7 separate regions of the Mus musculus genome follow, and all the other regions are linked to region 2. A link is a contact called in public HiChIP or PLAC-seq and promoter capture Hi-C data. All regions are on one chromosome and are shown on one strand. Each heading gives the region's core, a stretch centred on a gene start, on an enhancer-like site or on the middle of the called end of the contact. The rest is flanking DNA. Distances are from core to core; before and after follow the strand shown. Region 1 holds the start of Prrt3 (proline-rich transmembrane protein 3). Region 2 holds the start of Rad18 (RAD18 E3 ubiquitin protein ligase). Region 3 holds the start of Vhl (von Hippel-Lindau tumor suppressor). Region 4 holds the start of Rpusd3 (RNA pseudouridylate synthase domain containing 3). Region 5 holds the start of Il17rc (interleukin 17 receptor C). Region 6 holds the start of Brk1 (BRICK1, SCAR/WAVE actin-nucleating complex subunit). Region 7 holds the start of Emc3 (ER membrane protein complex subunit 3).

What was found. Promoter capture Hi-C pulls out the DNA fragments that hold promoters and counts their contacts. HiChIP or PLAC-seq counts read pairs in DNA pulled down with a chosen protein or histone mark.
Region 1: a contact with region 2 is called in a promoter capture Hi-C map of 3T3-L1-derived adipocytes, with 2.8 times the contacts expected there. The contact joins the promoter of Prrt3 here to the promoter of Rad18 in region 2. A contact is called at or near these places in 5 of 39 promoter capture datasets (3T3-L1-derived adipocytes, liver, maxillary cranial neural crest and 2 more), 3 of 484 Hi-C or Micro-C datasets (B cells, CD4 T cells and regulatory T cells), 1 of 115 datasets of contacts at active chromatin or transcription factors (pancreatic cancer cells) and 1 of 9 other capture datasets (adipose tissue).
Region 3: a promoter capture Hi-C map of pre-B cells shows a contact between it and region 2, with 5 times the contacts expected there. The contact joins the promoter of Vhl here to the promoter of Rad18 in region 2. A contact is called at or near these places in 3 of 39 promoter capture datasets (the 3T3-L1 cell line, liver and pre-B cells), 2 of 484 Hi-C or Micro-C datasets (the Ba/F3 cell line and CD4 T cells), 2 of 115 datasets of contacts at active chromatin or transcription factors (memory CD8 T cells and pancreatic cancer cells) and 1 of 9 other capture datasets (liver).
Region 4: a promoter capture Hi-C map of pre-B cells shows a contact between it and region 2, with 5 times the contacts expected there. The contact joins the promoter of Rpusd3 here to the promoter of Rad18 in region 2. A contact is called at or near these places in 2 of 39 promoter capture datasets (erythroid cells and pre-B cells), 3 of 115 datasets of contacts at active chromatin or transcription factors (extraembryonic endoderm stem cells, memory CD8 T cells and pancreatic cancer cells) and 2 of 9 other capture datasets (adipose tissue and liver).
Region 5: a contact with region 2 is called in a promoter capture Hi-C map of pre-B cells, with 6 times the contacts expected there. The contact joins the promoter of Il17rc here to the promoter of Rad18 in region 2. A contact is called at or near these places in 8 of 39 promoter capture datasets (the HPC-7 cell line, cranial neural crest, frontonasal cranial neural crest and 5 more), 4 of 484 Hi-C or Micro-C datasets (B cells, CD4 T cells, regulatory T cells and 1 more), 1 of 115 datasets of contacts at active chromatin or transcription factors (astrocytes) and 2 of 9 other capture datasets (adipose tissue and liver).
Region 6: a contact with region 2 is called in a FOXA1 HiChIP or PLAC-seq map of pancreatic cancer cells. The contact joins the promoter of Brk1 here to the promoter of Rad18 in region 2. A contact is called at or near these places in 1 of 39 promoter capture datasets (pre-B cells) and 1 of 115 datasets of contacts at active chromatin or transcription factors (pancreatic cancer cells).
Region 7: a contact with region 2 is called in a promoter capture Hi-C map of pre-B cells, with 6 times the contacts expected there. The contact joins the promoter of Emc3 here to the promoter of Rad18 in region 2. A contact is called at or near these places in 7 of 39 promoter capture datasets (the C10 cell line, frontonasal cranial neural crest, hematopoietic stem and progenitor cells and 4 more), 2 of 484 Hi-C or Micro-C datasets (CD4 T cells and muscle stem cells), 1 of 115 datasets of contacts at active chromatin or transcription factors (memory CD8 T cells) and 1 of 9 other capture datasets (liver).

What each region holds. Positions count from the first base shown.
Region 1 is chr6:113,500,047-113,503,352 of GRCm38.p6, reverse strand. Prrt3 (proline-rich transmembrane protein 3) reads left to right here and starts at 1,422. Exons shown (of 4, transcript NM_001289700.1): 1 at 1,422-1,503.
Region 2 is chr6:112,694,814-112,697,937 of GRCm38.p6, reverse strand. It overlaps Rad18 (RAD18 E3 ubiquitin protein ligase), which reads left to right and starts at 1,268. Exons shown (of 12, transcript NM_021385.2): 1 at 1,268-1,394. The coding sequence starts at 1,344. Gm35824 (a long non-coding RNA gene) reads right to left here and starts at 1,270. Exons shown (of 2, transcript XR_377964.4): 1 at 1-1,270.
Region 3 is chr6:113,622,512-113,625,670 of GRCm38.p6, reverse strand. It overlaps Vhl (von Hippel-Lindau tumor suppressor), which reads right to left and starts at 1,677. Exons shown (of 3, transcript NM_009507.4): 1 at 1,293-1,677. The coding sequence starts at 1,530.
Region 4 is chr6:113,417,761-113,420,871 of GRCm38.p6, reverse strand. It overlaps Rpusd3 (RNA pseudouridylate synthase domain containing 3), which reads left to right and starts at 1,532. Exons shown (of 9, transcript NM_001033204.1): 1 at 1,532-1,654; 2 at 1,923-2,062; 3 at 2,797-2,841; 4 at 2,926-3,025. The coding sequence starts at 1,554.
Region 5 is chr6:113,469,777-113,473,070 of GRCm38.p6, reverse strand. It overlaps Il17rc (interleukin 17 receptor C), which reads right to left and starts at 1,616. Exons shown (of 18, transcript NM_178942.1): 1 at 1,284-1,616; 2 at 979-1,000; 3 at 688-840; 4 at 382-444; 5 at 184-293. The coding sequence starts at 1,388. Il17re (interleukin 17 receptor E) reads right to left here. Exons shown (of 15, transcript NM_145826.6): 15 at 2,313-3,294. The coding sequence ends at 2,928.
Region 6 is chr6:113,603,335-113,606,199 of GRCm38.p6, reverse strand. It overlaps Brk1 (BRICK1, SCAR/WAVE actin-nucleating complex subunit), which reads right to left and starts at 1,428. Exons shown (of 3, transcript NM_133937.1): 1 at 1,304-1,428. The coding sequence starts at 1,421.
Region 7 is chr6:113,529,972-113,532,897 of GRCm38.p6, reverse strand. Emc3 (ER membrane protein complex subunit 3) reads left to right here and starts at 1,260. Exons shown (of 8, transcript NM_175101.3): 1 at 1,260-1,570. The coding sequence starts at 1,416. Fancd2 (Fanconi anemia, complementation group D2) reads right to left here and starts at 1,216. Exons shown (of 44, transcript NM_001033244.3): 1 at 1,150-1,216.

The DNA.
Region 1 (3,306 bases), core at 173-2,672, 810 kb before region 2:
CCATTGGAATTCTGGGAACTTTTCAGAGGGTGTATAAATGCTATGGAGAGGCAGGGGTGGGTGGTTGTTGGTTGGAGGGGGTTGTGGTTTGTTAGTAGCTGTGCTCAAAGAACAAACAAAAGGAAAGAAATTAGATTCAAGGATCTCTCTTTTCTCTATCCTTCTTTCTGTCTCTAGTGATAGGGGGTGAAACTGGGGGTGGGAGGATAAAGTGCGGGGGATGGGGGTGGGAGAAGAACCCAGAAAGTACCTAAGGTCAGCTACAGTTCAGCCTTCTCCATTTCTCCCGCTAGTGTTAGAGGCTGAAGATAAAGAAGGTATTTGTGGTGATTTGAATAACAATGGCTCCCATAAGCTCATATAGTTGAATACTTAGCCATCAGGGAGTGGCCCTATTTTGAAAAGATTAGAAGGATTAGAAAGTGTGGCCTTAACAGAAGCTGTGTGTCAAATGGGGAAGGCTTTGAGGTTTCAAAAGCCCATGCCAGGCCTAGTCTGTCTGTCTGTCTGTCTCTCTGTGTGTGTGTGTTTCTATTGATCAGTATGTAGCTCTCAGCTACTGTTCCAGTGCCTGCCAACATGATGATAAGGGACTAAACCACTGAAGTTGTAAGCAAGCACCCAATTAAATACTTTCTCTTATAGCAGTTGCTTTGGTCACGGTGTCTCTTCATAACAATAGAACAGTGACTCAGGTAGTATTGTATCCAGTCACAAAGGCCAGAAGAAATTACATGATCGGCTAACCACATGCTGAAAATCACCACATCGGAGACCAGAAAGAAGTAGACCTAGGGCTGGCAAGCTGCTTCTGCAGGTAAAGAAGATCTGAGTTTGGTCCCCAGGATACACAAGGCAGAAGGAGAAAACTGACTCCACAGACATGATGTGGTATGCCACAGGCCACACAAATACAAACACACACACACACACACACACACCAAAATAACAACAACAACAATAATAGAAAAGAAGGAGGGTGAGGAGAAAGAAGAAGAAAAGAAGAAAAAAGAAAGAAGTAGATCTTCGAAAATGTGTCAGAATATATTGTAAAATGATGAGGAGAAAGGCAAGTTACAAGAGCAATTAAGAAAGCGTGGGCTCATTTTTATTTAATATGCTCTGGGAAAAGCCTGGAAGATATGCCAGGCTGTATGTATGATCTACCTATGCCTGTATGAATCCAGAGAAAGTGAGCTCCCAGTCCCCGCAGGTATGCAAATAAAGCGGGCTGTAGCTAGAAGGAACACTGCAGAACCCCACAGGGCTCTGACACCATCTGGGCTGTGCTGCTTGTGAGAAAGGGGCGGTGAGGAGCAGCGAACAGAGACCGTTCCCAAAGGAAAGGGTTAAGTATCCCGCGCTCCTGTGGGCGGGCTTGACGAGGAGATCGGCAGAGCCGGGCTCTGCTGGCCAAGCCTGAGCATCTCGGAGGATGCGCCTCCGGGAGCGGCTGCAGGGACGCGCGCAAGGTGAACGCATGGCTGCGGATGCAGCGCGCAGGTGAGGAGCTGGCCGAGGGAAGGGGAGATGGCGGGACCCAAGAAGGCAAGGAGCAAGGCTTACAGCCCCTTCGCGGGCATGGGCCTGCACGGTGCCAAACCCCACCCGGGACACTGCGGGAAGGCATGGAGCCAGGGAGAGAGAAGCTGGAGAAGGAGGAAGAGAGGTAACCCGAGATGGACCAGCTTCTGCAGGCTGTCCTGCAGAGGCCCTCACCCTGCTCCCCCCACCCCCTAGTCTCTGCGGCTGATTGATCTCATCTCCCCTCAGAACTGTCCAGCCATGGGGACCCTAATGCTAGGCAAGCTCCTGCCTGGACTGCGGGTGCCCACATCTCTTGCATCGGGGGTGGTAGGCAGATGGCATGTTATTCACTGAAGGCCCAGCTCAGCCATCTCCTCCTCTGCAAAGTCTACAGAGCTGTACGGGCTTCAGTATCTCTAGTATGTGTTTTCAGCTGGCTGTGCGACCTTGGACAAGTTGCTCAACCTCTCTGACTCTTGGTTGCCCACTCTCCTTTCCTGTGTGATGGGTACTTGCACCTGCTGTATGGGAAGGTTTAGAACAGAGGCCTAACTAAGCAAAGAGCTCAACACAGGGTATTATTATAACCTATATCCATATCAGGGGCCCCAAGTCCTTCCTTCGCACACCTCATCCCCAGCCTCAGAACTGAGGACTTTATGGGTCCCCAGACCCCAGCCTGGCCTATGAGCAGAACCTGGGGCTTAATAGATGTTTGAGAGAGGGCTTACCAAGACTTAAAGGCTGTCTGAATTAACGCTGTGACTGGACCCAAGAGGTCTTTGAATCCCCTGAAACTTCCCACAACCTCTGATGAGCCTAGGGGTACTCCTCGGAAGAGTCTCTGGGGTTACCTCTAACTTCTCCTAGTGTCTGAGCCACCAAAGGTGGCTGTGTCCAAGAGGAAAAGGACACAGCACCTGCCCCTAACACAGCTGGCCCTCAGCTGGCTGGCCACTGCTGATCCCTCCTACCTCCCTGGCCTACTTAAGGATGGACTTAGGAATAGGGACCTCTTGGGAATATATCTACCTGGGCCCGGATTGTACAGGGGCTGGAGGTGTAAAGGAAAAAGACAGGAGCCCCAGGCCAGCGGCAGACAGGAGATGATATACAAGGGAGCTTTGCTCCGGATAGGGAGAGCCAGGAACAGAAGGCATCCCTGGAGAGGAGTGTCTAGGCTAATACGAACTACCCTCCAATTGTCCCTGGACATGATGCCGACCTCTTTCCCTTTAAAAAACACTGCTTCTCAGACCGCCTCCTGTCGGAGCTCTCCAATCCACGTGATGGTTCACAGGAGCCCTTGCTGACTAGCCCCTGCCTGCTGACCACCAGCCACCCCAAAAGAGGTGTTCTGAACTCACTGAGTTCACGCCTGCTCCTGAGTCTTTGTATATGCTATTGCCGCTGCCAAAGGCTTTCCCCTCAGAGCGTCAAATGCTTGGCTCTCTTACCATTCTGCCTTTGCTTAAGTGTCTCTCTCCTCAGACAGGCTCTCCTGGCACCCCTGTGGAGACTCTCCTCTGTTATCATCTAACCACACTGTATTTTCTTCAAAGCTAAACTTTATAATTTTAGGGAGTCTCATTTCATAGTTCTCAGGCTGGCCTGCAACTTGCTAGGTAGATCACAGAGATCCTCCTGACTCTGCTAAGGATCTGAACTTTAACATTTTTAAAAAATTATATGTATCGTGTGTGTGTGTGTGTATGTGTCTGAGTGAGTGTCTGTGTGTGTACATGCATGCCTATTTGGAGATCAGAAAACAACCCAAGG
Region 2 (3,124 bases), core at 19-2,518:
TTACCCATTTTTCTTTCCTTTGAATAATGAGTAAACCAAGTAAGTGCATGATGCAAAAACAAAACAAAACAAAACAACCCAAAGCCACAGGAGTGCTTTGAATACAGGTGGTCTAATATGTGTTAGCTATTACTGTAATAAGTAAACTATCACCTAAATGTTGTTTGTGTTGGTGTTGCACAGTTCATCTGTGACTGTAGGCTAGGAAAAATTAATTGGCTCAGATTACAGGGATTATTTTATGATAAAAACTCAAAAGAATGAATTCCTAACCTGCTGGGTTTTAGTCTTCACACCTGTAAAGTGTCTGTAACAGCCACATCTCTCCCCCTACTTTCCAGGAGAGCTCACATGCCTGGTCCATTGTAAGTCTTCAAAACATACATGTTGAATCGGTGAATGTGTGGGCCACCGGGGTATCAGTGATACCGCAAGCTTCGGGATTCTGTCTTGCGAGTCATCTGGACCAACTTGTGGCCCCTGAGACCTAGTACAGCGGAGGCCCACAGAAGGCAGAAGATGAGTGCTGAACTGAGTAGCCAGGCTGGCTGTGTGTTGGTCAGCGTTCCACATCCAGATAATGGAGCTCTGGTTAAATGAGCCTAAAAGGAACCTTTCTGGAGACAGGTCCGGGAGATAAGGCGTCACCTGGGAGATGGAAGAGGGTGAGGAGCCTCTCAAGTAGATGGAGTAATTTGATAAAAAAGAATGTGGGTTCCTGTTAAACTGATTTAATAACACTCTTTGCTAACACTGGTCCTTTTATACATGGGGACTATCTGAGAACTAAGTGCCAATATTAGCCGTGGTTACCTTTGAAGAACAGAGGCTCTATGTGGCTCTCGTGGATGCTTACAGAAAGAGGAGTTGAGACAGAAGTGTAACTTTAGATATTTTCAAGGAGCAAGACAGATCTCTAAAGCAACCAGAGATTACTACCTGAAGAGGGAAGACCTGAGCCTAGATCTTGAACTCTCTACCAAGGCTTAGGCTTCATTTGGTTTCTTTTTCCTAATATTCAATCACCTTCCGGAATCTTTTGTTTATTCATTTTATAAGACAGATTAAAGCTGCTTTTAATCTTTCACTTATCTTCTTGTCTCTCGGGATCCAAGAGGTCCAAACGCCTGCATCGCTCCAGGCTACGCCCTGGAATGTCTCACTTTTTCCCCTTCGGTCTTCCGAAGCCGCTAACGTCCAACGCACAAGAACTACAGCTCCCAGCATGCCGTGCGCTCGCCGCGAGCGCGCCGCACGTAGCTGACGTACGGTGTAGCGCGGGGAATTTCGAGTAGAGGAGCTGCGTGGCGGGCCGGTAGCTGGCGGTCTCATCAGGTGCGGCCATGGAGGTCCTGGCCGAGCCGCGATGGCCTCCGGGGTTGGCGGTGATGAAGGTGAGTGTCGGGGGAAGGCCGGGGCGCGGACGTCGTCGGTGCGAACAGGCACCCCGGTCCGCGCGCCGCCGCCTCGGCCCTAACCTGGCCTCGCGACGCCGGTCCTCAGTTTCCAACCCCCGAGACGGTCCGGGAACGCGCCGCGGCCCTGCGCAGTCAGCCTTAGGTCGCCGCCCTAACGAACCGGATGTTTTGGGTTTCTGTCACTATCACCGCGTCTCCCCGTAAAGTAGTGTCAACGATGGTGACATCACATCCTACGAGGACTCCTGTGTTAACAGTGACACCACTCGTGATTTGTGTGGACGTTGCATCGGATGACATTTTATAATCAAGCAGTATAGCAGAGGGTCCGCTTATCATGGTTTTCCATTTCTGGCTGTGGTCCAGAAGTCCTCCACGTTCTTAACACACTGCATCCGGCTTCCCTGCCTAATGTGCCCTCCATGACTCAATAATGACGCATCTCTCTTTATTTAACTTTTATTTATTTTATTAATTTAGGAGACGAGGTCATACCCTGTAGCCCCTGGCTCACATCTTTTTAAAAGAGAGACCAGGACCTAGACCCAGCGCTTAGCCTTTCCTTTTAAGGAATTATTGCATACTGAATTATCTCCCTTAAATAACATTTAGTAGGATGTGTTGTTTGTTTGTTTGATTGTTTTTGAGACAGGGTTTCTTTGTGTAGCCTTGCTCTTGTAGGACCAGGCTGGCCTTGAACTCAGCGAGATCTGCTTGTCTGCCTCTGCCTCCCAAGTGCTGGGATTAAAGATGTGTGCCACCTCTGCCCATCCGGTGGATGTTTTTTGTTTTGATGTTTGTTTTCTACCAAGATTGGGTAGCCCTCCTGCCTCTGTCTGCTGAGTGCAGCAGGCTTACGTTGTATCTGTTATAACCTAGACGGTTTCCCTATGACAGTTGGTTATTCTTTGCTTTTATAATTGTTGTTTTTTGAGACAGGGGTTTTTTTGGATATCCTTGGCTGTCCCGTAACTAGCTCTGTCCTCTGAGTGCAGGCTTTTTCCTTCTGTTCTTACAAACAATGCATCTATTACAACCTGAACATTTCCCTTCCACAACTGATTATTGTTTGTTTTATTTTGTGTGTGTGTGTTGTTTTTTGAGACAGGCCTCCTTTGTTGAATCCCTGCCTATCCCAGAACTAGCTCTGTAGACCAGGCTAGCCTAGAACTCACAGACCTCAATGCCTCTGCCTTCCAAGTGCTGGGATTAAAGGCATGTGCCACCACTGCCCAGCACAAGCAGGTTTTTATAGCTATGTAATGTTTCATATGGACTGTAAATGACAACTTTTTGGTTTGTGTTTGGCTTTATGACGGGCTCCTTATGTAGTAGTGCAGGTAGGCTTGAAGCTTGGATACTCCTGCTCCTGCCACTGAAGTGTTAAGATTAAAAGTAGGTACTCCCTTGGTTGTATTTGCTTATATTTACATTAATTATTCTAAAGAATTATTTATTTTATTTTTCGCATTGAGTGCTTTACCTACTTGTATGTATATGCACTGCATACATGCCTGGTGCCCATGGAGGTCAGAGACGACGTCCTCTCGCCTGGAGCTGGAGTCCTGGATGGCTGGGAGCCGTGTGTGGGCACGGGGAATCCAGCACAGGTCCCCTTAACTGCTGAGCCATCTCTTCAGCCTCCACAGTGTTTTAAGTAACAGATTCATACAGTTCAAGAAATACATAAAATAAAAACGATCTCC
Region 3 (3,159 bases), core at 428-2,927, 930 kb before region 2:
AGCCAGTGAGATTGTGAGTTTGGTTTAGGCTTCTGAAACCTCAAAGCCCATCCCTAGTGGCACACTTCCTCCAACCAGGCCACACCTACTCATCCTTCACCACTTTCAAACTAATCCTTAGGACTACACCCTAAGCATTCAGATATATTAGCCTATAGGAGTCACTCTTATTCAAACTGCCAAGGTTAGGGTTTCTTTTCCCAAGTAAGAGCAGGGACCTCGGATCCCTGGAGCTGGAGTAATGGAAACTTGTGAGCTGCCTGACCTGGGTACTGAGAAGCTAACCCTGAAAGAGCAGTATAAACCGGCCTTGGTGACAAAGGCCTTTGCTTTAATCCCAGTACTCAGGGGGCAGAAGGAAGTTGGATTTCAGTGAGAGGCCAGCCTGATCTACAAAATTCCCACATCACTCAGCTGTCTGGCTGGTTGCTTCAGACACAATCTTGGGGCTTAGCCAAGGCTGGACTTGCACTCAGTGAAATCCTTCTGTCTTGGCCTCCTGAGTCCTGGGCTACCACACACAGATCTGGGTACATTTTTTTTCAATACATAAATAAGGCAATGTCAAACAGCCCCAATTCACTACGGCTAAAATCAACTTTTGAACTTTTTCTCTCACTGTTTGGCGGCAAACCAAAAAAGCCTGGTGCAGTCATCTTGCCTCGGTTTTCTGAGTCCTGGGGATTGTACACCTGAGAGCGGCTTCACTTGTTTTTCATAGCCATCCAGTCATGACACTGATAGAACTGACTGACTTCCACTGATGCTTGTCACAGTTAATAAGCTTACGTGGTCAGGCTTGGTACAAACCTGAAATCAGTGGCGAAGGCAGAAAGATCGAGAGTTCAACCCGTTATCCCATACTCACTTGTTTTCGGCCAAGACGCCAATCGGTAAAGGTGATCCCCCAACTACAACTGTTAACTCCCTCAGCTGACTTATCCTACTCCGGTTCTCCTAAGCTGCGTGCTCTTTCTTCACCTGGACGCACCCACACTCTGCCCATGCTTTCGCAAACCTCTAAGCTCGGTGCCTAGCGCAGCAATTATGACACAGGCTGGTTCTTGTCTGTTCATACATTTTTTTTGTCTGTAACCCTCCAAGTTGTCATCACCAAGGCAGGTTCGCATGCCGAACCTGACCGGGAACTGGGTTAACACTGCATCCGAAATCACTGGTAGGGGCCGGGCATTTTCTCGGGGTAGATGCAGTGGGTAGGGACAAGATGCTCGGGGTCGGAGAGAAAGCGCCCCGCCTGTTACAGCAGCAGCGGCCTAGCGCGCGGCTCGTACCTCGGTAGCTGTGGATGCGGCGGCCGGTGCCCGGTGGTAAGATCGGGTAGGGCTGAGGCTCGCCGTCGAAGTTGAGCCACAAAGGCAGCACGACGCGCGGGCTGCGGTTGCAGAAGATGACCTGAGAGGGCTCGCGCGAGTTCACCGAGCGCAGCACCGGCCGCGGCCGCCCAGCCTCCATCTCCTCAGGACCGGGCTCCCCCGCCGCCTCCTCTGGACTGGCTGCCTTCCGGGGCATTATTGGAACGGGTCCCTCGGATTCGCAAGCTGGACGTGGGCGGCGCGTGCGTGCGTGCGGATCTACGCGCTCCGGGACAGGTCTGCCGGTCCCAGACGCGCTCCGGGCAACTTGAAGGCGGAAATGGCCGCCGGGAGCCCTCAAACTGGGGGGCGGGGCGGCACGGAGCCAGGGGCCGCGGCGGTGGGCGGGGCCGCAGCAGTGGGCGGGGCGGCGGGGCGGCGGGGCGGGGCCGCGGCGGAGCCCCGGGTTATAAATTCCACCTCCTACAGTTGGGTTTCTGTTTGTTTCCTTTCCTTTTCTTTTTCCTTCTTTTTTTTTTTTCCCCCAAGATAGAGTTTCTTCGTGTAATCCTGGCTGTCCTGGAACTCACACCCTAGATCAGTCTGGCCTCGAACTCTCGGAGATCTGCCTGCCTCTGCTTCCAGAGTACTGGGATTAAAGCCGTTATCTCCATGCCAGAAAGACTTGCTTTGAGGTAGGGTCTCACTATGTAGGCCTAGAACTCATTATGTATATCCGGCTTGTCCTGAACTCAAAGATCTCCCTGCCTCAGACTCCAGAGAACAGGGACCAAGGGCAGTTGGATTTTTTTTTTTTTTTTTTTTTGGGTAGCATTGTTTCCCCCTGGCTGGTCTGGAATTCCGTGTACAGACCAAACCAGCTTCAAACTTAAGAGTGATCTCCTGCCTCTGACTCCAGAGTGCTGGAATTACAGGCATGAGCCTCATATATATATATATATTTTTTTTTTTTTGAGTGTACTTAAATTTAATTTCTTCTCTTAAGATCTCCACGGGCTTGCCATATTTCCCCTTCTGCCTTTGCTTTTTGGTTTTTCAAGACAGGGTTTCTCTGGGTAGCTCCAGCTCTCTTGGAACTCACTCTGTAGACCAGTCTGACCTCCAATCTCCTGCCTCTGCCTCCCAAGTGTTGATATAAAAGCTGAGTACCACCGCTGCCGGGCCCACCTATGCTATTATTTAAAGTTTTTCTCATTGATGAGTTTGAGTCTGTCTCTATTTTTAACTACACATTTCAAAATGTCTTCCAGAGTACAAAAGTAAAACTTTCCCTCCTTTTCCATCTGCATTCCCAGAAAACAGTATTACCAGTTTTTGTTTCCTTTCAAACTTTTTTATGTTTGTGAATAGAATTTTAAAATATTTTGTCTTTTTCTTTTTAGACGCAGACTTATTGCATAGTTCCCATTGCCTTGCAGCTGAATATATATAGCCCAGGCTGGCCTCAAATTAGTGGCACTCCTGTGTCTGCCTCCCAAGTACTGGCATTCTAGATATGTGCTACCATGACTGGTTCAAAGAATTAGCATACAACTACTATCAGATAACATTCAGTGCCATTTTTCCATAGACATTTCTGGCAGAAGTTTCATCAGATGAGCTTTTTTTAAATGTACGGGCCGGGCAGTGGTGGCGCACGCCTTTAATCCCAGCACTTGGGAGGCAGAGGCAGGAGGATTTCTGAGTTCGAGGCCAGCCTGGTCTACAAAGTGAGTTCCAGGACAGACAGAGAAACCTTGTCTCAAAAACCCAAAAAACCAAAGTAAATAAATAAACAAAAAATTAAAAATGTACGGGTGTGCATGTGTGAGCTCATCCAGGGGCT
Region 4 (3,111 bases), core at 283-2,782, 720 kb before region 2:
GTGAGAGCTGTGCAGGAGGCAGCCTCCCCCTCTAAATGAAGGGAGGGAAGGAGCATCGCACCCCTCTGATTCCCCCACCAGAATCCACAGGCTAGTACTGGAGTCCTTTCAGGAAGGCTCTCAGGCCTGGGAGCTTGGTGACAGATCCTCTTGCTCTTGCCTCGGTGGTGGGATTAAAGGTGTGTGCCACTATACCCCACTGCTTTTTAAAAAGAGACACTTTCGCCAGGCCTGGTGGCACATGCCTTTAATCCCAGCACTTGGGAGGCAGAGGCAGGCGGATTTCTGAGTTCGAAGCCAGTCTAATCTGGTCTACAAAGTGAGTTCCAGAACAGCCAGGGATATACAGAGAAACCCTGTCTCGAAAAACAAAACAAACAAACAAAAAGAGACTTTCTTTTTATTTTCAGTCATTATTTCTATTTCACTGTTTTTATTATGCGCATAAAATTGTTACTATCTTTTGTATTTTTTTTTGAGACAGGGTTATGTAGACCGATACTGGAATTAAAGGTCTGGTCTATTTTATTGCTAATTATGTACATATGTCTGTGTGTTTGGACAGGTGTTAAAGGAGGTTTTGAGTCCAAGGCTGTGGGTGCTGAAAACAACAGGCAATCCTGTTGTTTGTTCTGTTTTGTTTTGTTTTTTTGAGACAGGGTTTCTCTGTATAGCTCTGACTGTCCTGGAACTCATTTTGTAGCCCAGGCTGGCCTCGAACTCAGAAATCCGCCTGCCTCTGCATCCTGAGTGCTGGGATTAAAGGCGTGCACCACCATGCCCGGCAACAACAGGCAATCTTAACCAGTCTCCATTTTGTTTCATTTTACGCCCGTGTATTTTGTTTTTGAGACATACTGGCCAGGGTGGAACTCACAGCTTTCGTTTCTTTTTCTTTCTTTTTCTTTTTAGACTGGTTTTCTTTGTGTAGACCAGGCTTGTCTCAAACTCAGCTAACTACTTGCCTCTGTTCCAGGCATGCGCCACCACACCCAGCCTACCTTGATTTTCTTTTCATAGAGGGGCCTTGCGCATCTCCCAGGCTGGTCTCCAACCCAGTATCTGTGATCTTGTTCTTTGTGACCTACATACACGGTGCTGGGAATTGAACCCAGGACCTTGTGTAGCCTCTCTACCACCTGAGCCACAGCTTTGGGACCTTTTATGTCACAGGCTGTTACAATTTCAGACAGGTGTACTGACCGAAAGGCTGCATACCGGTCTTCACCTTTCTTCTCCCTCGGTTTTACAAGGGAGGGTTTCAGATTAAGGTTCCCCAAAATTGAAACGACAGTCTTCTCGACCCTTTTTATTCTAAGACACGTCCTCTACTTTGAGTAAATAACCCGCCTCGTGCCTCAGTTTTCCCAAAAGCCAGAACCCTAAATGGCACTTTTTCTTCTACAGGGGAGGCAAAGCCCGGATTCTCGCTCGTCTGAGCGCCCTCTGCCTTGATTGACAGCCTGCCTGACCAATCTACGCACGGAGGATGTACGGGAGGTGGGGTTGAGCTGTCCGTGGACACGCATGCGTACTGTGCTTGGTCCCCGGCAATGGGAGCCCTGAGAGTTTTGCGTTATGTCTCTATGATCTGGCGGCCGGAGCTGGGGTCTTGCGCACGGCAGAGGGATGCCGGCTTCGGCACCGAGGCCCGGTGATTATAACACTCCACTTCCGTGTATGGGGAGAGACTAGATCAAGGAGAGGGCAGGCATGAAATTCAGATCAGTACTTGGTTCTAAGCCGGACTATGTTGTGAGACCCGGCACTAGGTCATTGGACCTTTGAGCCTTGGTGCCTCTTTGGTAAAGTCTTGGGGGGTAGGTGGACTCCTGTCTGCTGAGCCCGGGAGTTCTAAGAAGAGGCTGGACTAGGCAGGGTGAGCAAGGGAGGGAGGTACAGGCTTCTACCATGTTTCTCAGGCGTCCGTCTCAACCTCACCGCTCCAGCAAGCACAAGGACCTAGTCGAGGACCAGCCCTTCCCGGGGCTGCTGAGGACGGAGAACCTCGGCCTGGAGGAGCTGGCTCATGTCCTGAGGGCAGCTGTGGTGGATCAGAAAGGTGAGGGGAGCCTGCTGCTCCTGTGCCTCCCCTGTTGCTGCAGGAGCCAGGCCAGCAGTCACATTCTTCCTAGCCTCACCATCACGAGGAGAGGTGTATACCTCACTCCTCCCTGTGTTCTGAGAGCAGCTGTAACAGAAGTTAACTATCAGAAAAAGCTTTGGGGTTAGTTATAGCTGGCCTCTGTAAGCGGCATGCCTCTTGGTTTCATAAGAGGGCTAGATGGCTGCTCTTGCAGAGAGGACCAGCAGTCAGCACCCACATGTTGCTTCACGACTGTATGTTCATGTAGCAGTGAGGGGCTTCACAGTTCTGGGATAAATATGGCCCCTGCCTTGCGAGATCCAGCGTCCTAATGTGAGAATTACTGAGCAATCGCTGCTGGCGTGGTAACCACACTTGTAATTCCAGAACTTGGGAGGTAGAGGCAAGGAGAATCAGGAGTTCAGGACCAGACTTAGCTGTGTAGTGAATTTGAGGCTGACTTGGTGTTTGAGCCCCCCTCCACCCGCAACAGTCAAGGACTGTAGGAGGGGCACACATTATACTGAGGTATGTTGGAGCCAATGGGAATGGAAGCCTGGAACTGCAGGTATGAAGGCTCCGAGGTACAGGGATTAGGAAGTGCTATTTAAAGTGGGGTTGGATTGTATAACCCCCACCCCCAACCCCACCCCCGAGGCTGCATGCAGACATGCTTCCCTGCTTTTGCTGACATCCATGAACTGTTTCAGGACCTCTGGTGACACTGAACAAGCCACAGGGTCTGCCTGTGACAGGTATGGGCATGGGCAGGGAGGAGGGCAAGGCTGGGGTAGAGATGGTTGGATGGCACGCTGGCAGCTTGTCCTCTTCCCTCCCAGGGAGACCAGGAGAGCTGACGCTGCTATCTGTGCTGCCGCAGCTGAGCCAGGCCCTGGGGCTCGAACACCAGGAGCTCCAGGTTGTGCGAGCACCTGGGAAGTAAGTGATAGTGTGGGGTGTATGTTACACCCACTGTAAGTAAAAGTCTTATTCAAATGCCTGATACATGGTAGGCCCTGGACATT
Region 5 (3,294 bases), core at 367-2,866, 770 kb before region 2:
GTCACACGTGAGCCAGGAGTGTCCTTACCCTCATTTTATAGACAGAAAAACCACCACAAAAAAAGCCAAGAGGCCTCACTGCTCAGATCAGACCCAAGACTTAAGGAAACAGTGCACGAGATTGTTAAGGGAATCTGGGATTCTGGAGGTGGCTCTTCTCCTCAGGAGGAGCCCTTCACATACCACGGACTGACCAGGCTGCACCAGGTCAGCGGGCACCTGGACCTCCAGCAGGGCACAGCGGGCGATGGGGTAGGCCTGGAAGGAGAGCACCACCTGGGCCTGGAGAGAGGCTGAGAGCAACAAGCAGGGGTCAGCCAGGCCATGGGCCACGGGAAAGACCCTGACTAGAAGCAGTAGTTGGGCCAGCTGGCTCCTCACCGTTCCTAGACTCCTGGAGTTCTGAATCAGACTTTCCAGCTTCTTCAGGCTCTGCCCAGTGCCCTGCAAGAAGCAGAGAAGAGAGCAAAGCCCAAGTCGGGCATCTGCTCTGGGCTGGTTCGGGCTTAGATTCCCTTGCATAGATGCCATGGCGCATAAGCAGAGGCCTGGGGGAGAGCAGGCTGGCCTGGAGGTACCTGGACCAGTATCTTAGACATTGCAGATGTCCCCAGAGTCTGCAATCCTCATGCCTTCCCCAGACAGGCTTATGTGTGCACTCAGTTACGGGCGGGCTTCCTCACTTACCATGCACGGCCAAGTGGACCACCACACGGACACAGAGGGCGCAATCTGTCTTCTGTGGACACCTCAGCACCAGCTCCGTCTGCAGGCGGGTAGGCACTAGCACAGGGCCTGGGGCAGACTGGAGGCTTCCAGGCAGGCAGAGCACGTCACCATCTGGGTGTGAAGGGGTGGGGTGGAAGCTGGTTTGGTTTGTGATACCTGCAGAGGGCAGGGGAGCTTCCAGGCTGAGCGCCAGCAGTTGCTTCCCTTCAGCTCGCCTGGAAGTCATTCTTTTCAAGTAGCAATACTTACCCCAGAGGTGGCAGGAGAGGCCCTGGGAAGGAAGAAAAAGTCAATTCAATTCAAGCGCCTTTCCTTGCTTGACAGCCCCCTAGCCACTGCCTATCTCCTTCCAGCGCTCCTTGTCCTAAGCCCTTCCCTGAAGAAAAGACCAATTCTTGTCCCCTTTCCATCTTCTCTTCCCCCATCAGCACCAGACAGACCAGACAGGGCAGTTCTGATAGAGGCAGTGACAGGAGCCAGACTCGGGCTGTGATGAGGCAGAGACTGAACTCTAACTCTGAGCCTTTCCCAGCCTCCCATAGTCCCAGACTCACTAGAGAGCAGCGTGCAGTGTCCTGAGGCTCCATCAGTCTCTCCAGAGAGACGACCACAGGGTTTCGGCCCAGTGCCAAGGACAGCAGGAACCAGGACACAGGCATCTTCCAGGTGCCGGACAGCACCCAGGCCTGAGGCCCCGTCCTGCCCCCCCAAGGGGGGGCAGACCCCTCGCCCCTGCTGACAATCAGCCCCGTGTCCCTGGGAGAGAGCAAGGGCTAGAATTCCTCTCCAGCCATGCTTCCCCACTCCAGTGAGCCTGGACTCCAGGCCCAGTTTCAGCTGGAGTGCTTTCGATTTGGCTCCCAGCAGGCAGTGGCTGTTCCCGCCCCGCCCTGTCCCGTCCCTCCCACCAACTCCAGGCTTAGGAGCCAGCAGCTTTGGACCTGGGTGGTGGCTTCTCCTCCTCCTCCTTGGCTGGTACCTGGCTGGGAGGAGCCCTGGGAAGGCAGCACAGCTGGACTCACTACTGTGTAAAGGAACTCCTACCCCGGATCTCACCAAAAAACAAAGATTCTGATCGATCTGGTCAGAAAGACCCCAGGCTTGTGGCATGCCGGGTGTTTCCACTTCCTGTATGACCCTGGGATCCTAAGGTCCACTGGGTCCCCTCTTACTATGCTCAGGTTCTTCCCTGGGTCTCAGTGACAGTGACCCTCGTGAAACAGGAGCTCTGAAGACAACGGGCTGCTGTCAAAGGGCACCAGAAAGTGAGCTCCCCACTGCCTGGCCCAGGTTCAGGGGAGACGGAGGGGCAGTGAGGCCCGGGAGACCCCTTACTGGGCTGAGTTCTGTCGAGCTGTTGCTGGCACTGGAGGAGAGCGATGGCCATGCTGCCTAGCTTCCGGTTTTCCTTTGCTCTTGGAAGAATCATAGTGAGGAGAGGATCCAGGAGGCACTGGGTCCCCCTTGCCTTTCACAGGCAATGCTTGTGGGAATGAAAGGACTTGGGCTGGTGAGCTGTTCTAGAACAAGCTTAGGGCAGGCTTCCTGACTGGCCCAGGCACACAAGAGCAGCACACTGTTCCTTAATGTGTCTACTACGTTTGCTTTTATTCATCTCTCTTACCAATTGGGTGATGTAGGCTTCTAATCCTAGCACTCCGGAGACAGAGGCAGGTAGATAAACCTCTTTGTTCCAGGCCATCAAGGGCTACACAGTGGGCTTCAGTCTCAAACAAACAAACAAACAAATCAAACTACCTCTGGACGAGGCCTCCCTCTGGGGAAGGTGAGGGACTCCTGGCTGACGGGGTTTCTCTCAACTCTGCCGAGCAGAGCACCTCCCCCCGCCCCCACCCCCTTCAAGCGCTTGACACTTAGGCCCTGCTTTCCAATCCTGGCCTAGCCCTCCAGCCTGAACTGGAGTGCTCGATGCAGATGGTTGTCTTTTTTTTTTTTTTTTTTTTTTTCAGTTTTGAAAAGAAATGGAAAAATCGTCCCTCCTTCTCAGAAAGGGCTGAGGACCTATCAGGAAAGCCCAAGTTCCTCTCAGGAACTCTAAGAGGGAGCAAATGTGAGGGAGGTTGGTCAAGTGTGGGACTTAAGGTGAGTCTTACGGTTTGGGGGACAAGAAGCACCCCCAAAGAGTACATGTGTGAGGCCTCATTCTGGAGTTCCTGCTGTTGCTACACAGGCTGAGGCTACAGACAGCTGAAACCACAGGGACTATTGGTTGAGCCTTGGTAGTCATCTTTGGCAGCCTCAAGTTCCAGCAGGTGACACTGCTCCAGACGGTTTTTCAAGCACCGCTTAGCCCCAAGGTGACTCCAGCTGGAGGCTAGGGTGGCAGGCTGAGCATCCAGTGCTCTCAGCAGGCGCGGCAGGTCACGAAGCAGGCGGTAGCGTGGCAGAGCGCGCAGCGGCCGGGGGATGTCACCTTTGGCGCAGAGGCGACTGAAGTAGGCGAGCAGCAGCGGACGTGGAGCAGCGCACAACAAGGTGCGAAGGGACGCAGCCTGCGGGTCACCGCTGCAGGCGGTGCTGGGACCCGCACAGTTCCACAGGAGC
Region 6 (2,865 bases), core at 179-2,678, 910 kb before region 2:
ATGTTTGCTTTGCTCTACCAGGCTGGACTCAAAACTCTCTATGAAGCAGATGACTTGGGAGTTCCTCCTGGTCCTCCTGCCTCTGCATCCTGAGTGCTGCTATTAAAGGCATGGTGTGTGGGTGCTAGGCCAATACTCTACAGACTAGGCATCCCCTGCCCCTTAATGATGCATTTCCAATTTCCTTTTTGTTCTCTTTTCTCAAAAAACAAAAACAAAACAAAACAAAAAACCCCCAACCAACCAAAAAACAAAACAAAACACAAAAAAAGGAGGAAAAAAAAGGAGAGAGAGAAAGAAAACTCTAAGAAGTGGGGGATGCCGGGGTCTTGTGCTTACCACTCAGGAGCCCAATCCCTGAACTACACCCCGTAATTGAAGCTACTGTTCGGTTACCTTCTATCATACTACTTAGGACTCATCGGGTCTTTAGCTAGAAAATATACGATTCACTTTAATTTTTTTCAAAATACAGCACTTTCTCCCCAAGATGCTGAAAGTTGCTAATTAGTAGAACCAAAGCACTCTAGTGAAAAAGATCACTGGATGCCATCTGCACGTCTTGTATTGTGTAAGAAGGTCCCTGAAAGAACCCTTCCGGAGACCATAAGAAGTCTGTAACAGGTTTTCAGTCCAGAAGGCTAGGAACGCACGCAGAAAGAAATCAAGACTGTCACTAGCCGGCCACACCTAGGAATAGTTTTTTGGAAAAGTGGACTCTGCTGAAACCATCTGCCCTGTAAAATCCGAGGAGCCAGACAGAAGCATCCAGAGCACCTACCATGAAGCAGATACAGGGCTAGAAAAGCCATTCCCAAGGCCCGAGCGGGCCCCATCCCTTACAACCCTCAGCACTAGCACCAAATCGAGCCGGGGATGAATGAACCTGCCGGGAGTGGTTAAACGGGAGCAATAGAAGGCATGACATCAAAGGGGTTCGGACTTCTTCCTGAAGGAGATGGACAACGAGCAGGAGTCTCTCAACAGTAAGCGCGACCGTGACCGTGACACGGCTGCGCACTGCCTGCCAAGTGAAGACTGGCACGGAAGCGCGGCGCAAACCGGGGCGGATGATGGATGGGCCTAAGAGGCTGGACAGTGGGCGTGCTGACGAGCGCAAGTGGGGCATGGCAACGGGCAGGGTAGACCCTCGGAAACGGCCCAGTGAGGCTCGGGGTGAGGGCACTGGGGCCGGCGGGCAGCCAAAGAGGAAGCGAGTAGCCAGGGCGGCGCGCCTCTCCTCCCCGCCGCCGGCCGCCTCCCAGGCCTCCCTCCTCCCAGCCTCCCCTGCTCGCCCGCTGACCGAAAGAGTTGAGAAAGTCTGAGATTTTCTTGATGCTGCTGGTGATGATCTCAATGTACTCCCGGTTCGCCCAGTCCTGGTGAATCTCCCGCTGCACCGGATCCTCTTGTCCCGCCATGGCGGCCGCCTGAGGAAGAGTGACTGCGCAGGCGCCGCGACCTCTACAGGCCTCCAGCGCGCCTGCGCCGCCAGCCAGTACCCGAGTGTTCGAGCCCCAGAAAGGGCTGGCAGAGCGACGCGCGTGCGCACTCTAATCCCTGCGCTCTAGCTTGGCTCCCACGCTGGGGTAAACAAGATTCCTCCACTCGCGATGTGAAGACTAAGAGCTACCCTGTCCCCGGTTACAAGCACCCGCTGACCACTAGCGGATCTTGTCGTTAGGGGGCGCCCACACATTCCCACCTCCGCCTAAGGGTTGCTCCAAGCTCTCTTGCACCTTGTTAGCTGTGATGGGCACAGTCCACGAATCCCGTTTATTCAGAATGCTTGTCATGCTTGGGTCACAACTCTGTTCATTCTCGTTTTCTTTTAAAATTTGTTGTTGTTGTTGTTTTTCGAGACAGGGTCTCTCTGTGTAGTCTTGGCTGTCCTTGTACTCCCTCTGTAGACCAGGCTGGCCTCGAACTCACAGAGATCAGCCTGCCTTTCCCTCCGGAGTGCTGAGATTAAAAATGTGGCCACCACCGCCAGGTTAAAATTATTTTATTCGTATTATATGTGAGCGCTTACGTGGCACAACACGCGGGCGGAAGTTACAGGACAACTTGCAGGAGTGGGTTCCTCACCTTCCATCTTGTGGGACTGAACACTCAGATCATCAGCTTCAGTGTCTTTATTGTTCGAGGTGTCCCACCAACTCTGAATCTCCATATTTACCAAATGAGCAAAATACTTTTCTTTCTTTCTTTCTCTTCTCTCTCTTTCTCTCTCTTTCTCTCTCTTTCTCTCTCTTTCTCTCTCTTTCTCTCTCTTTCTCTCTCTTTCTCTCTCTTTCTCTCTCTTTCTCTCTCTTTCTCTCTTTCTCTCTCTTTCTCTCTCTTTCTCTCTCTCTTTCTCTCTCTTTCTCTCTCTTTCTCTCTTTCTCTCTCTTTCTCTCTCTTTCTCTCTCTTTCTCTCTCTTTCTCTCTCTTTCTCTCTCTTTCTCTCTCTTTCTCTCTCTTTCTCTCTCTTTCTCTCTCTTTCTCTCTCTTTCTCTCTCTTTCTCTCTCTTTCTCTCTCTTTCTCTCTCTTTCTCTCTCTTTCTCTCTCTTTCTCTCTCTCTCTCTCTCTTTCTCTCTCTCTTTCTCTCTCTCTTTCTTTCTCTCTTTCTTTCTTTCTTTCTTTCTTTCTTTCTTTCTTTCTTTCTTTCTTTCTTTCTTTCTTTCTTTCTTTCTTTCTTTCTTTCTTTCTTTTTCCAAATCAGGGTTTGTCTGTGTAGCCCTGGCTGTCCTAGAACTCACTTTGTAGACCAGGCTGGCCTCGAACTCAGATATCCGCCTGTCTCTGCCTCCCGAGTGCTGGCATGCGCCACCACGCCAAGCTGCCAAATACATTTTTAATGCTAATACCCAATGATGGACCGG
Region 7 (2,926 bases), core at 11-2,510, 830 kb before region 2:
GGTCTACATAGTTACCAGTTACATTCTAGGCCAGCTTCAGATATACAGTGAGGCCCTATCTCAATAACCAACAAACAAACAACCTTGTCTTATATGCTCTAATTATAATCTACATATTTCTCACATGCTAACTTAAGAAAGATACCATTACTAGTCTCCTAATCAGGGGAAGGGCTGAGGTTCTAACTCTAAAAAGTCTGGTTCCAGAATCTGTACTCCTTGTTTTGTTCATTTATTTTTGGTTCTTAGACAGGCCAGAATCTGTGGGTTTTGTCTTACTTTCAACTTCTAGGGTCTTGTGTAGCTGTTTGGTCTTGAACTCATACATAGCCAAAGGCAACTTCTCCTGCCTCCACCTCCTAAAAGCCAAGACTATGGGCTATTATTATTATTACTGTTTTTTATTTGGTTGGTTTTGTTTTTTTGTTTTGCTTTCTTTTGTTTGAGACAGGGTTTCTCTCACTCTGAGGACTGGCTGACCTTGATCGAACTCAGAGATCCAACTTCCTCTGTCTCTCAAGTGACACCACCACCCAGCTTCTCTCTCTCTCTCTTTATTTTTCTGTGTATACAATGTTCTGTCTGCACATCAGAAAAGGGTATCAGATTTCATTATACATGGTTATGAGCCACCATGTGGTTAAGGGGAATTGAACTCAGGACCTTTGGAGAAGCAGCCAGTGCTCTTAACCTCCAAACCATCTCTCCAGACTAGGGCAATGGTTTCTATTAAGGATTAACGTTCCTGGGCTGGTGAGACAGCTCTGGGATTAAGAGCGTTTACTGCTCTTGCAGAGGACCCAGGTTCAGTTCCCATTCAAACATGCGGCTCAAAACTGCCTGTAACTCCAGTTCTAGGGAATCCTGCGCCCCTTCGGGTTCCTATATGCATGTGGTGCACATAAACACAGAAGGTCAAATCATACATATACATTAAATAAGTCTTGCCAAAAAAAAAAAAAAAAAAGCCTCAAAAACTAAAAACAGGTTCAAATTTCTTATTATACGAGATTTCTTATTATGCGTTTCCTACAATAATATGTAATCACTGACAGCCACTTTTCAGAGGGAAACACTAGAACAAGTCAGGGCCGTCTGACTTCGGAGAGATACCATCTCGCTCCCAGGAAAGCCTAAAAAGCCACTAACCTGGGGACCCGCCAGTTGCTTCCCTTCGTTTTCGACTTTCCCGCTAGAAGAACGGCGCTCTGACGCCATCAAAGCCGCGCCGTGGCGTGACGTTACTCGCCCGCACCGGAAGTTGACGGCCTGGCGGCCCAGCTGGAAACAGTGCGCGGAGAAAGCTAGGCTGCCCCAGATTCCACGCCAGCCAGACTGAGGGGCGGGTGAAGGCCCGGAGCCGAAAGCCGGGAGGAACCCAACTCCTCCCGACCCGCAGCGAACTCTCAGCGAAGATGGCGGGGCCCGAGCTGCTGCTTGACTCCAACATCCGCCTCTGGGTGGTCCTGCCCATCGTTATCATCACTTTCTTCGTGGGCATGATCCGCCACTACGTGTCAATCCTACTGCAGAGCGACAAGAAGCTCACCCAGGAACAAGTGTCTGACAGGTCAGTACCCTCACCCTATCCTGCTGACCTCACTCCCGGGTGACCTTGGTCAAGAAAGTGCAGGGATTGATTGTATCACTTTAACTGAGTTTTCATCGCGCCCCTACGGGTTGACCTTGGCGGTTAGCTGTGTTTCATTTTTGTCAGTAAAATGGGAATAATCTCAGTACCTACCTAATAGAGAGAGCAGGCATGTAGATGTTAGATTGGATGATACCTAAAAGCCTTTAGCCCAGGGCCTTGCATGTACTAAGTGTTTAAGAAAACGTTCTTAATATTGTTAGGCTAGTTGCCAACCGTCAGTGAGGTTCTCTCTGAACTATCCTGCTCCATTCCGTTATTAAGAGTACCCACTGAGAGTCAGATGCAATATTCCCTTGAGTCCTGCTAACATCCAGGCAAGTGAATTTCATAATCTACACTACCAAAGAACTGTAGTGATCTGCTGAGATGCTAAGGTATAAAGTGCCTCCAAAGCTTGGAGACTACCACAGAGACGTGTGAGGAGTTGCGATGGACCATTCCACCTGCCTCCTCTCCTCACTTGCCTTCTTACAGTGCTTTTCTGTGGGAGACAGAACTTTGACATAACTTCAGCCACTTCACATTAAAATCAGTAACAGTTTTCAATCACTTATTCTAGTCATTTTCAGAGACTAGCTGAAGACAGTGCTGCTGGTTCCTTGACTTGTCCAGATCACATAGGAATCACTTTAATGAAGAGAAACGTTTCAAACGTTTCTGCAGAGAACAGAAAACAAAAACCAAAACAAAACAAAAACCTCATTTTGCCGGGCGTGGTGGCACACACCTTTAATCCCAGCACTTGGGAGGCAGAGGCAGGTGGATTTCTGAGTTCAAGGCCAGCCTGGTCTACAGAGTGAGTTCCAGGACAGCCAGAGCTATACAGAGGAACCCTGTCTCGAAAAACCAAAAAAAAAGAAGAAGAAGAAAAAAAAAAAAAAAACCTCATTTTATCGTATTTAAAAGTTACTTTCTTTTTGTGGCAAGTAATACTGGATTTCCATTTGCTGGTGATTTAAAGATCACCTTAAATTAAAAACACTTTAAAAAAAAAAAGATTTATTTTATGTATGTGAGCACACTGTTGCTGTGTTCAGGCACACCAGAAGAGGGCATCAGATCTCACTATAGATGGTTGCAGCCACCATGTGGTTGCTGGGATTTGAACTCAGAACCTCTGGAAGAGCAGTCAGTGCTCTTAATGGCTGAACCATCTCTCCAGCCCTAAAAACACTTCTTCTGCAATGAGGCTGTGATGTAACTCAGTTGGGTACAGTGCTTGGACAGCTGGCTTTGAAGCCCTGGGTTCCTTACCCCAGCATAAGCCAGCTA